Regions from separate parts of the Gossypium hirsutum genome. Here region 1 is linked to region 2. Evidence: chromatin contacts called from public Hi-C data. All regions are on one chromosome and are shown on one strand. The core of a region is the stretch at or near the end of the contact, and the rest is flanking DNA. Distances in the headings are between cores, read along the strand shown.

What was found. A called contact is a pair of places that touch in the nucleus more often than the background predicts.
Region 1: a contact with region 2 is called in a Hi-C map of leaf, with 2.1 times the contacts expected there. The contact joins the promoter of LOC107889362 here to the enhancer-like site in region 2. A contact is called at or near these places in 7 of 34 Hi-C or Micro-C datasets (callus, hypocotyl, leaf and 1 more).

The regions. Positions count from the first base shown.
Region 1 is chrD09:40,876,763-40,882,220 of Gossypium_hirsutum_v2.1, reverse strand. It overlaps LOC107889362 (protein DETOXIFICATION 54), which reads left to right and starts at 1,287. Exons shown (of 3, transcript XM_016813755.2): 1 at 1,287-2,187; 2 at 2,276-3,148; 3 at 3,568-4,282. The coding sequence starts at 2,137. The coding sequence ends at 4,149.
Region 2 is chrD09:40,834,794-40,840,280 of Gossypium_hirsutum_v2.1, reverse strand. No RefSeq gene overlaps it. Among protein-coding and RNA genes, the nearest start is that of LOC107891377, 19 kb to the right of the region's middle. Within about 2 kb of position 1,985, at least 2 of the 9 cell types and tissues checked have an H3K27ac peak or open chromatin away from gene starts, as enhancers often do. A contact at or near this core is called in leaf, where this site is marked.

The DNA of each region.
Region 1 (5,458 bases), core at 38-2,537, 43 kb before region 2:
GTCTAGTGACCGAATTGAGTAAGGGACGCTACAGTACAACTTTCTTTTTCTTTTTTTTCAAAAAACTCAACTTCTCATCTCTCAACTGCCACTCACTGTCAAAACCATCGCGTTTATTTCCTTCAATGATAACACAATGCCAAGCCGCCAACTAAACCAACATCTTATTTGGCCACTAGCATTGAACACATGAGATAAGTCATTTTTTTTTCTCTTGTTCCCCTTGTTTTATTTATTTTATTGATATTTTCCTTTTCTCATTTTTGCAGTTCACACTTCAGGCTTGCTTCTTCCTTTTTTATTTGGTTGCTGGATTTTTATCATGTTAGGTTTCTGGTATGGCTCGTTGATGGTGATCTTAGACAATGAGGTGGTGAAGTGGTTAGTAGTGAAGATGAGTGAGGATAGTGGGATTTAGGTAGTGAGTGATGTAGGTAGTGGTGAAATGAGGGCTTGAGGAGAGTAAACATTGCAAGTTTTGAACTCTGAGGTGTTGTATTCACACATTGTTGGTTTACTTGAAATTTAAGGTGTTGTAATCAAGCGAATAGGATTTACAAAATGTATAGTGTAAAATGAAATATTGAATACAATATAAAAAAATACTCGATTTATCGATTAATCCCGAAAAAATAGATATTTGCAAGTAAAATGAGGAATCTTTGAGTTGTTAATCTTACCAGAAAAGAAATCTTAAAAATCTAATTATCATATATAATATTCAAACGTAGATGACATTTTATATTAATTTTGAAACTAAATCCTAGAAAATACATCGATAAAAAAAATACTTGTAACTTTCATTTTCAATTACAAACAATGAAAACAAATTTAATGGATAATGAATAATTATAGAAATTAAATATAAAAAAATGCACCACTTTATTCTTTTGCATTTTGTTATATGAGTGGATTCCTTTGCACGAGTTAATTACTTTTAAAAATAAATAAAAAGTAATGTAAATTTAATATTAAGATAAAAATTAGTATATAAATAAAATATATGTTTAGTTATGAAACTCGAAATAAAAATGTCAATTGTTAAAATAAATTTAAAAAATTTATAGATATACAAAATTTGAGTTGAGTGATTCAACGTGAATTTAATATTTTCAATTTCGAACAAACCCTTTAAAAATAAAAAAAATATTAAATTACTAAACAGTAAAGCGAATCAATTGGAGAAATAAAATAAAATCAAAGGCGAAAAACTTTTTTTAGAAATTTGGGCTATATACCAAACTAAGTTTAATGTGTTTTACCCTTCCTCTAATTAAGAAGGGAAAGATAAAGCGTTTAGGAAATGGAAGTTAAGGAGCATTTCCAAATTCCCCCGTCTCTTAACTCACACAAACACACTCTCTCCTCATTTACAGTTAAAAGCCCCCAAACAATTGATATATGGTTGCAGCGGCGGCAGCCACAGCAGCAGTCATAATGAATAATGAAAAGGCTTAAGAATAGAGGAGTGAGTGAGGGCTGAAAGTAGAGGACTCTCTCTGCCTCGGTCGCTTTCTCTTCTCTCACCCTGAATCAACCTTTTCCATTCTCTCTCTCTCTACCCAGCCGCCATCACCAAAGTCCCTTCCTTTTCCATTTTACCCTTTCTTTCCCTCCTGCTCTAAAACTTACATCACTACTATATATGCTTGTCTCATTTATTTTTTATAGCTACAACTAAGCAACAAACCCCCCCTTACTCCTAACCATAACTCTTCCCTTTCTTTCCCTTTTTACTCTTAAAACGTTGCACCTTTAACATCTCTCACAACCCCTTCCTCTTCTTTTTCTATTTAATGCCTTCCTATCCTTTTCTTCTCTTATTTCCCTTTTGAGATTTCTACAGGAAAGACCCAACCCAAATTGAAGTTTGTTCTTCTCAGCTTTTTATTTGATTTATTGCCTTTTTCTTTAAGTTCTTGATCATAAAGTTGTGGGGGAAAAAAAAAACATAAGACGCATTGAAAAATAGGGACTTGGGGGTATACAAGGCCATATCTGTCCTTGTCTCACAACTTGATTGAAAAGTAGAAACTTGGGCTGGTTATGAATTTTCCTGTTTGATTATATTACTCCCTTGGATATTTCATGCCATCTTAGAAATCTTTTGTAACCATTTTCTTTTTGGTGATACTCATGGCAAATGACACAGATTTCTCTTCCCACAAATTCCCCTCTGCTTCCGAGGTCAGCCCTTGGAAAGGGATATAAATATTGATCTTACATTTATTGATTTCTTACACCATACTGACATAAGATTTTTTTTATGTTGTAGGTTGTTGAAGAGGTTAAAGAGCTATGGGGCATGGCTTTGCCTATAACAGCCATGAACTGGCTGGTCTTTGTAAGAGCAGTGGTTTCGGTTCTGTTCTTAGGCAGACTAGGCAGCCTTGAGCTAGCCGGTGGAGCTCTCTCCATTGGGTTCACCAACATCACTGGTTACTCTGTGCTTGTTGGTCTTGCCTCAGGCCTTGAACCTGTGTGTAGCCAAGCCTATGGGAGCAAGAACTGGGAGTTGCTATCACTCTCTCTCCAACGCATGATCATAATCCTATTTCTTGCAACCATACCAATCAGCCTGTTATGGGTGAATCTTGACAACATTATGATGTTCATGGGACAAGACAAAGATATCACAGCAATGGCAGCAACTTACTGTATGTATTCTTTGCCGGATCTTTTAACAAACACTTTGTTACAGCCATTGAGGGTTTACTTAAGGTCACAGCGGGTGACAAAGCCTATGATGTGGTGCTCTTTGGTTGCTGTGATGTTCCACTTGCCGCTTAACTATGTGCTGGTGATGATAATGGGGCTGGGAGTACCAGGTGTGGCAATGGCGTCCGTGGTTACAAACATGAACATGGTGGTGCTGATGGTGGGGTACGTACGGGTTAGCGGACGGTGCGAGATGAGATGGACGGCTGGGATTGGGGGAGTGTGTGGTGGGGTGGTCCCACTTTTGAGATTGGCAGTGCCTAGTTGTCTTGGGATTTGCTTGGAATGGTGGTGGTATGAGATAGTGACTTTGATGGCTGGTTATCTGTCGAACCCAACACTCGCTGTGGCTGCTACTGGGATCCTGATTCAGACCACCAGCATGATGTATACTGTCCCCATGGCTCTTGCTGGCTGTGTCTCCGCCCGTGTAAGTTCCACTCTCTCTATCCCATTATTCATTCATATTTTAACAACCCAACACCACTAATGGAATAATTTTATGATATATGACAAAAAAAAGGCCATTAACCTTTTTTTTAAATGAACAACGGTTTATGTAAAAATGATCATGGGATCCCAATTAGATGTGTTGGTGATTGCATCACCTTTTAAAGGACTTCTTGTGTATGGATCATACTCATACATGTAATGTGATTGGCCAGAATTAGTAAAAGACAAGCAAGAAGTTGTTTACTTTGTCATCGAAGCCCGCATTCAATTCTTGTGTGACGAAACGACATAACCAACAAAAATGAGCCAAATGCCCCTTTTTTTCTTTCTTTATTATTATTATTATTATTATTATTATTATTATCCCTTACGCATCTTATTGGGGAGAAAATGCAGGTAGGGAATGAACTTGGAGCCGGTAAGCCATATAAAGCCAAGCTAGCAGCCATGGTGGCATTGGGATGTGCCTTTGTGATTGGCATAATCAATGTGGCATGGACCGTGATCCTTAGGGAAAAATGGGCTGGTTTGTTCACCAAGGATGATCTGGTCAAACCTTTGGTTGCAACAGTCCTGCCAATTATCGGGCTGTGTGAGCTAGGTAATTGCCCCCAAACAACCGGGTGTGGCATCCTACGTGGCACGGCAAGGCCGGCGGTCGGTGCCCGCATTAACCTCGGCTCATTTTACTTTGTGGGCACCCCAGTGGCAGTGGGCCTAGCCTTTCTCCTAAACGTGGGGTTCTCTGGGCTATGGTTTGGACTGCTGTCTGCACAAGTCGCTTGTGTTGTGTCTATTCTGTATGCAGTGCTCTATACAACAGATTGGGAAGGTGAGGCATTGAAAGCTAAGAAGCTAACCACCATCGAAATTAGCCCCGCATTCAAGAAAGGATATGAAAAAGATGAAGATGAAGATGAAGATGAAAGTAAAGGGTTTTTGGGCAAGGGAAATGATAAAATAGAAGACATATTGTGAAGAGAAACTGACTAAGGGTGTGGGTTTTGGTAATGGGGATGTTGTTGTCGTAGCTTTTTATGGGATACTGCTTTGTTTTTATTGTCTATTTGCTTTTGTGCAAGGTAGCTGACTCATGTTTGCTTTTGCTTTATTTTATTTTATTTTGTGTGTGTGGGTGTGTTTGCTTTTATTTGGCTTTCGGGGTTGAGTCATACGAGAACCTATTCTTGGGGGGGGGGGGTTGTAATGGGGTTTGTTTTGTTGGCAGAAGGAATGTCACTCCCCATACAAAATGTTAAATATTCTACTAAGGATGGCCTACGTTTTGCTGCTGCTTTTGGAGTAGCTTTTGTTTTTATTTTCTTTTCTTCTCTCTCTCTCTCTCTCTCTCTCTATGTATTGGAGAGACTGGGGGAAGCACTAAAACAGTGGTACGTCTAGTAGTAGTAAGAATTGATGTGGCAACAGCTGCAAGGTTTGTTGATTAAGGTACGATGTGTGGATGTACGATAGCAACATCTTTGTTGTGCTGCACCTTGACGTATTCTCGTGATATTTTGCTTCCTTTTTTACGGAAACTGTTGCCCAACCCTATGACAACATTAAAATTTCCCCCTACCACTGAAATTTAGACAATTTGACCCTATCAACTTTTCTTTTTTATGAAAATTTAACCCCAATTGATCTGATTCGATATCAAGTTAGGGGTCTTTTAAGTTCATTGTACTCAAAAGGGTAAATTACATGTCTGATTACTTAATTTAAAAAAGGTTATAATTGAGTCATTCAATTATTCAGGATTGTGTTTTTTAATTACCCAACTGTTAATTTAATCCATGCATATTATAGATGATGTGGTAACATTTTAAGTTGATATAATACAAATTTAACTTCAACATTTACTCATTATGTTAATTTGGCCATGATTCTAGAAATTTTAAAAATATTTATATATAAACCCAAAAAAATATAAAAGAAATATAAAAAGTTAAAAAAGTTTTATATTAAATCTACAAAATCTAAAAAGAATCAAGATATATAAAATTAATCAAAAAATTATCCAAAATATCAAAAGAGTACAAAAATGGTCACTAAACTATTGTCCGTGTTCTATTTTAGTCATTGAATTTTAAATTTTAAATTTTTTTATATTGTCACTAAACTATTCAAAATCAAAATTTTTGGTCATTGAATGTTAATAGCTGTTTCAAATTTGACGGCAATGCTTATGTGGACTTTTTTATTGGTTTAATAACAAATTTAGCCCTTTAATGTTTACACATTCTATCAATTTGATCATAAATGTAAAAAATTCAACAAATTTAAC
Region 2 (5,487 bases), core at 736-3,235:
ATCTAATAGTAAGTTGTGACGGGAGAATGACCATGAGCAAGACCTTTAATTAATGCATTATAGATAAAATATTGGGTTTTTCCACATATCAACATCATATGCACTAATCATTATATTGTATGCCACATGAAAACACCAAAGACTCCATAATTTCAACACACAAAAAACCAATTTTCCTAACCATCTCAAGAATTGAAGTCTATACACTAGACAACCTTATTCCTTTATTCGATGTTCCAACTCGACTTAACAAGGCATTCTCGAATAAAGATTCAAAAGAGAGTAGACTCAATTGAAGAATTTCCTCACGGTTTACGCACATTATGTTTTATGTGTATTCTCTATTTGACACATTCCCATCAATAACCTCTCTAACAAGAATTTTCCAATGCAATAACCTTTGGTTTTGTAGGAACCAAACGGTTCAAGATGACTACGAAGGGTTTGGTGGTGGAGGATTTGGGGTAGTTTGGTCCATGCTCACGCATCATTGTTGAAACACAATATCAATGGAGATGGAGAAGGAGGAGAGGGAGCGGTGTCAAAGAAGGCTAGTTCACCTACTCTAGGGTTGAGAGTCAAACAAGTAAAGGGACTCAGGTAGAGGTGGTAGAGAGATTAGTGTATTAAGGTTGAGAGTGGATGAGTTCCCTCAACTATGCCACTTAGTGGGCCCTGGTTGGCCTAATGGAGGGTCTAATTGGGTCTAAATTGAGGTAGGGATATAACAATATGTGTTAGGATATCAAGTTGCGGAGAACTTGTTAAGTTGTTGTTAGACTTGTGCCAACAAAGACAACAACAAAAAATCCATAAATCTTTTAACAGTTTTTAACAACCTTTTATTTTTAAACTATTATTGTCATACACAACAAAAACATATAGGTATCAGATATTAAAACAAAGATAGAAGGACTTATCTTTTACAAGATAAATTGGAGCATGACAAACAGTCTTTAAGATAAATTTAGGAGGGTTCATGCAAAAATATTAGGCTTGAAAAGTAGGCTTGAGCAAAAAAAAATTAGGCTTATTTAAAATTTGAGTCAAGCTCGGGCTTGAATTTTTAAGCCCGAGCTCGACCCAACATGATCCGACCCACTTTTTAGTTTTTAATATTTTATATTATGTTATTTTTATATATTATATAATTTATAACACATTTTTTTGAACATATAACACATAAAAATTAAATCTGTAATAGTAAACATTAAAAAATATTAAGGTGACTATATATAAAATTTTAATAAATAAAAATATATTAAATTATTAAATTTTGAATTAAAAAATATTATAAATATATTTTAAAATTTTTTAAAAATAACATGGGTAAGCTTAAAATGGGCTTGAGTTAGCTATTTACAAATATAAACGAGCTTGGACAAAATTTTGAAACTCATATTTTGAGCCGGGCTAGACTTGGGCGAACATAAAATGTGTTAATATTATGCCTAAGTCTGATCCGACCCATTAACACCTTTAGTTTTAGTTAATTATCATTTTTATTTTTATTTTATCTTCAATCTTTATATTCAATAATAACAATTTAATTGGTTATAAAAATATTTTAAATATTATTAAATTAAATTATAAATTTTTTTTTGGTACATATTACAAACCATCAAAAAGTCTATTACCCACACCTTGAATATCATGTTTGATGTGAGCAAAAATTTCTAAAGGACGACTGAGAAATGCTTGCAATCGTTGTGCGCTACAATAAAGCTATAATTTGATTCAAGAATTCACGATGCAGCCGAATAGATGATTTCTTTTTTATTCCATAAAGGCCCATAATACCCATTGAATAGCTCCCCTCGAAATGACTACTATGACCAAACATTGAATAGTCCCGAAAATATTATTCCTCAAATGTCCTCAAAAATAACCTTTTGAGTCGGCCAAAAAACACTTGAATACAGTAAACAATCACTTTCCCCAAGCACACTTCTCCAACCCTTGGACCGCAACAGCTTAAGACCATCATATATTGCCCAAATCTTTGTTTGCTCAATGCTACACTATCCAATATTGCGTATGAATCCATAGATCCATATGCCGCAATGGTCTTTGACAACCCTAGGCACCAAAGCCATTCCTGAGTCAGGTCTCCTAGCATCATCAGTGTTCAATTTCACCTAACCTGGTGGTGGCGAGGACCATTTGTCAACCGTGAACGAGCACGACTAGTATGAGCAAAGTTGCAATCAGTCTCTTTAATGTTAACTACCTTGCTCCAAGAGGTTTTGACAATATCAAACACGTTAAAAGATTTATTTTTAAAAACAAGGAGATTTCTTTGCTTCGATAATTTCCAGCAAATCACACCAAAAGGGAGTGACAAGTGAAATCATGGAAATATAACCCCATGCTATTTCTAAGGTTCTCTAAAATCCAAGCTAACAAAGGAAGAGAGAAAAACCTGTCATGCAAATTTGGAGGAAAGAATTGCAACCAAGTCACACGAGCCTTATAATAGTCGAAAACGTGTAGGTAGTCTCCTCTAAAAGACCACACATATTACATATCCCATTATCAGTCTTACCCTTTGGGCACCATTCAGCATTAGTGAGAAGCCTCTAGAGGACAAGCCGAAGAAATTGGTGCACTCGCTGTGGACCAACAGAAAGACTATACTAAGGATTATTTTTTATCTGTTTCTGACTAGGAATCCCATGAGAGGGAACTTACGTCGTCTTAACTGAAAATTCTCCGTTAGTGGACCATTTCGACATAAGAGAATCCGGTCCGATAGTTCGATTCGGGGGCGGAATACCAGCTATTTTAAGAACAGATATCTAGGTGATGGTGAAGATAATCCAGTCACCACACTTTTAAGAGGCATATCCTTGTTGATGCCTTTGCTATTAATGCAACGAGACATAAATGGACCCAGGTGTTATTCCAAAATCTGATCCAACATTCATCCCCCACGGACCAGCATAAGCTTTGGTGCAAGAGAGGCCAAACCTTAGCTAAATATCTTCAAACGAAAGAACATCTAGAACGAGATATATCCAACGGGCACTGCTCATAATTTTTGTATTTGGAACGTAAGATCTTAACCCAGAGAGCTTCTTTATTGGTGACACAATGGAAACCCAATTTTAATAAAAAAATAGGATTCATTTTGTTCTTTCAAGTGCCTAAGGCTCAGACCTCCATTAACTTGCGGTTGGCAGCATTCTTCCCACCTAACTAGTGCCGGTTTCCAGCTAGAAGCGGATTTCCCCCAAATAAATCCCCGTGCAAATTTCTCAATTTACGAGCAAATTCTGCTTGGAATCAAAGTAGTTTGCGTAAAGTAGCTTGGATTGCCATAAGGACAGATCTAACAAGAATAATTCGTCCCGCCATGGATGGAATCTTGGCATCCCAACTATCGAGTCTCTTCCGGATTTTATCCAAAACAAACTTAAACATACTAGTGGTTAGTCTCCTATGGAACAACTGCATACCCAAGTAAGTGGCCAAATCTGAAACCTCATTAAAGCCGAGCACATTACAAATATGAGACGCAAGAGTGGGATCGGTATTGCTGGAGAAGAAAACAAAAAGTCAATATCTCTTTGATAGTTGAACCCTGCACCACGTCAGCTTCAGCAAAGAGGAAAAGATTATCCGCACATAATAATGTATTGTTGAATTAATATATGCAATTTTTTTTAAGTTACACAATTACAAATAATTATAAACAAATTTAATTATTAGAAAACATATCTTCACAAAAAAAATACATCATAATAACTATAACCAAAATTAATCATTAGAAAGTACAATTAAACTAATAATCAAACGTAAATCTGAAAGGATAAGCAGGGACCTACCTCTCCAAAAAAAAAATTTCAATTCAGTCATCTTACAATCAAATTAATACATAATAAACTTATATTTTGGTTTATGGGAATTGTTGACACCATTTTTTGTTGAAAACGGGGTCGACTTGGATTTAAAAAAAAAGAATGAAAACGGGAGTCGCCACCAATCCTTTTTTGACGAGGTGTGATCGGGTCACCTCAAAAAGTGGTTGTTCTTAATAAATGATTTAATTTTATTAAAACAACGATTTTGGTCTACGAAATTCAGAAAAATGAGTTCGGGAGCCGGTTACGCACGAGGAAGGATTAACACCCTCGATACGCCCAAAATTGGTACCTAGTTGATTAATTAGTGTCTTAGTGTCGAAAATTGAAAATTTGAAGAGTTTTTAAAAAATACGATCCTTAAAAGAAAATCTGATATCGTGAATTGAAACATAAGATTCTCTTGTTCCGAAGGAATATCACATCCAGCACGTTAGGACACGATACTCTAAACCATCGAAACCAAGATCACCTTATAGTTTAATGAAACCATACTTTGAAGCTTTAAGAGGATATTTGGCTATTTAGTCAAACGAGAAATCGAAACCCAGCACGTTAGGGCACGTTTTCTCGAGTTTCCAAACGCGAAATATTGCCTTATTTAGAAAAATTTTCCTTTTGGTGTTTAGTGTCAATGCTTGACAAAACAATAACGAATACGACAAGGTGAGCAAAGTAAAGTGAGTAACAACAATGCAATAGGCAAAATGAAATGACGAGGCGATTACATAAACAAAGCATACAAATAAATAAATAGAACTAACATTTAAAAAAGGCACAAGTGTACACGAATAAATAAACAAACACCAAATAACAATGATGACAATAAATACGATTATGTAAAAATGTATATGCATATATAATTTTAAGCCATAAAATAAGAAATGCATATAAATTATAGAATATGAAAACATAGATAAATATATACATATATATAAAATCAGTAAGTATTATAAAAATAAAAATGTAAATATGTGTTTATATATATTTACAAATCGTGATAATATAAAATATATGTATGTGAATTATGAAATATGTGAAATATACAAAAGGCATTTTTAAGAATATAAAGAATATATATAAGTATGTATATGATATAAAATATGCATAAATATATGTAAGTATATAAGAATTAAGAAATATGAAAAATATATTTAGGTATGTATAAGTACGTATATCTACATATATATGTAAAAAATATAATATTAAAAAAGGGTATATATATATGCGTAATATATATAAATACATATATAATATAATGTTAAAATATTCACATAATATACATAATAATAATGTTGAAAACATCTATTAATAATAAATATATACTTATATGTATTAAAGATATATTCATAAATACAAAAACATATACTGATAATCACAATAGTAAAGATAAAAAATGTATACGTAACATAATGCAAAAATATATAAATGTTGTGATATCTAAAAACATATACATAAAAATGAAAGAAATATATGACGAATAATGCAAAGATATTTGTATGAGATAATGGGAAATATACGAATAGCACGATATTTACAAGTGTATACTTAATATAATTATTTAAAAAATGATATAAATAAATGAATACATGAAAATAATACCATATACACAAAAATACCTATA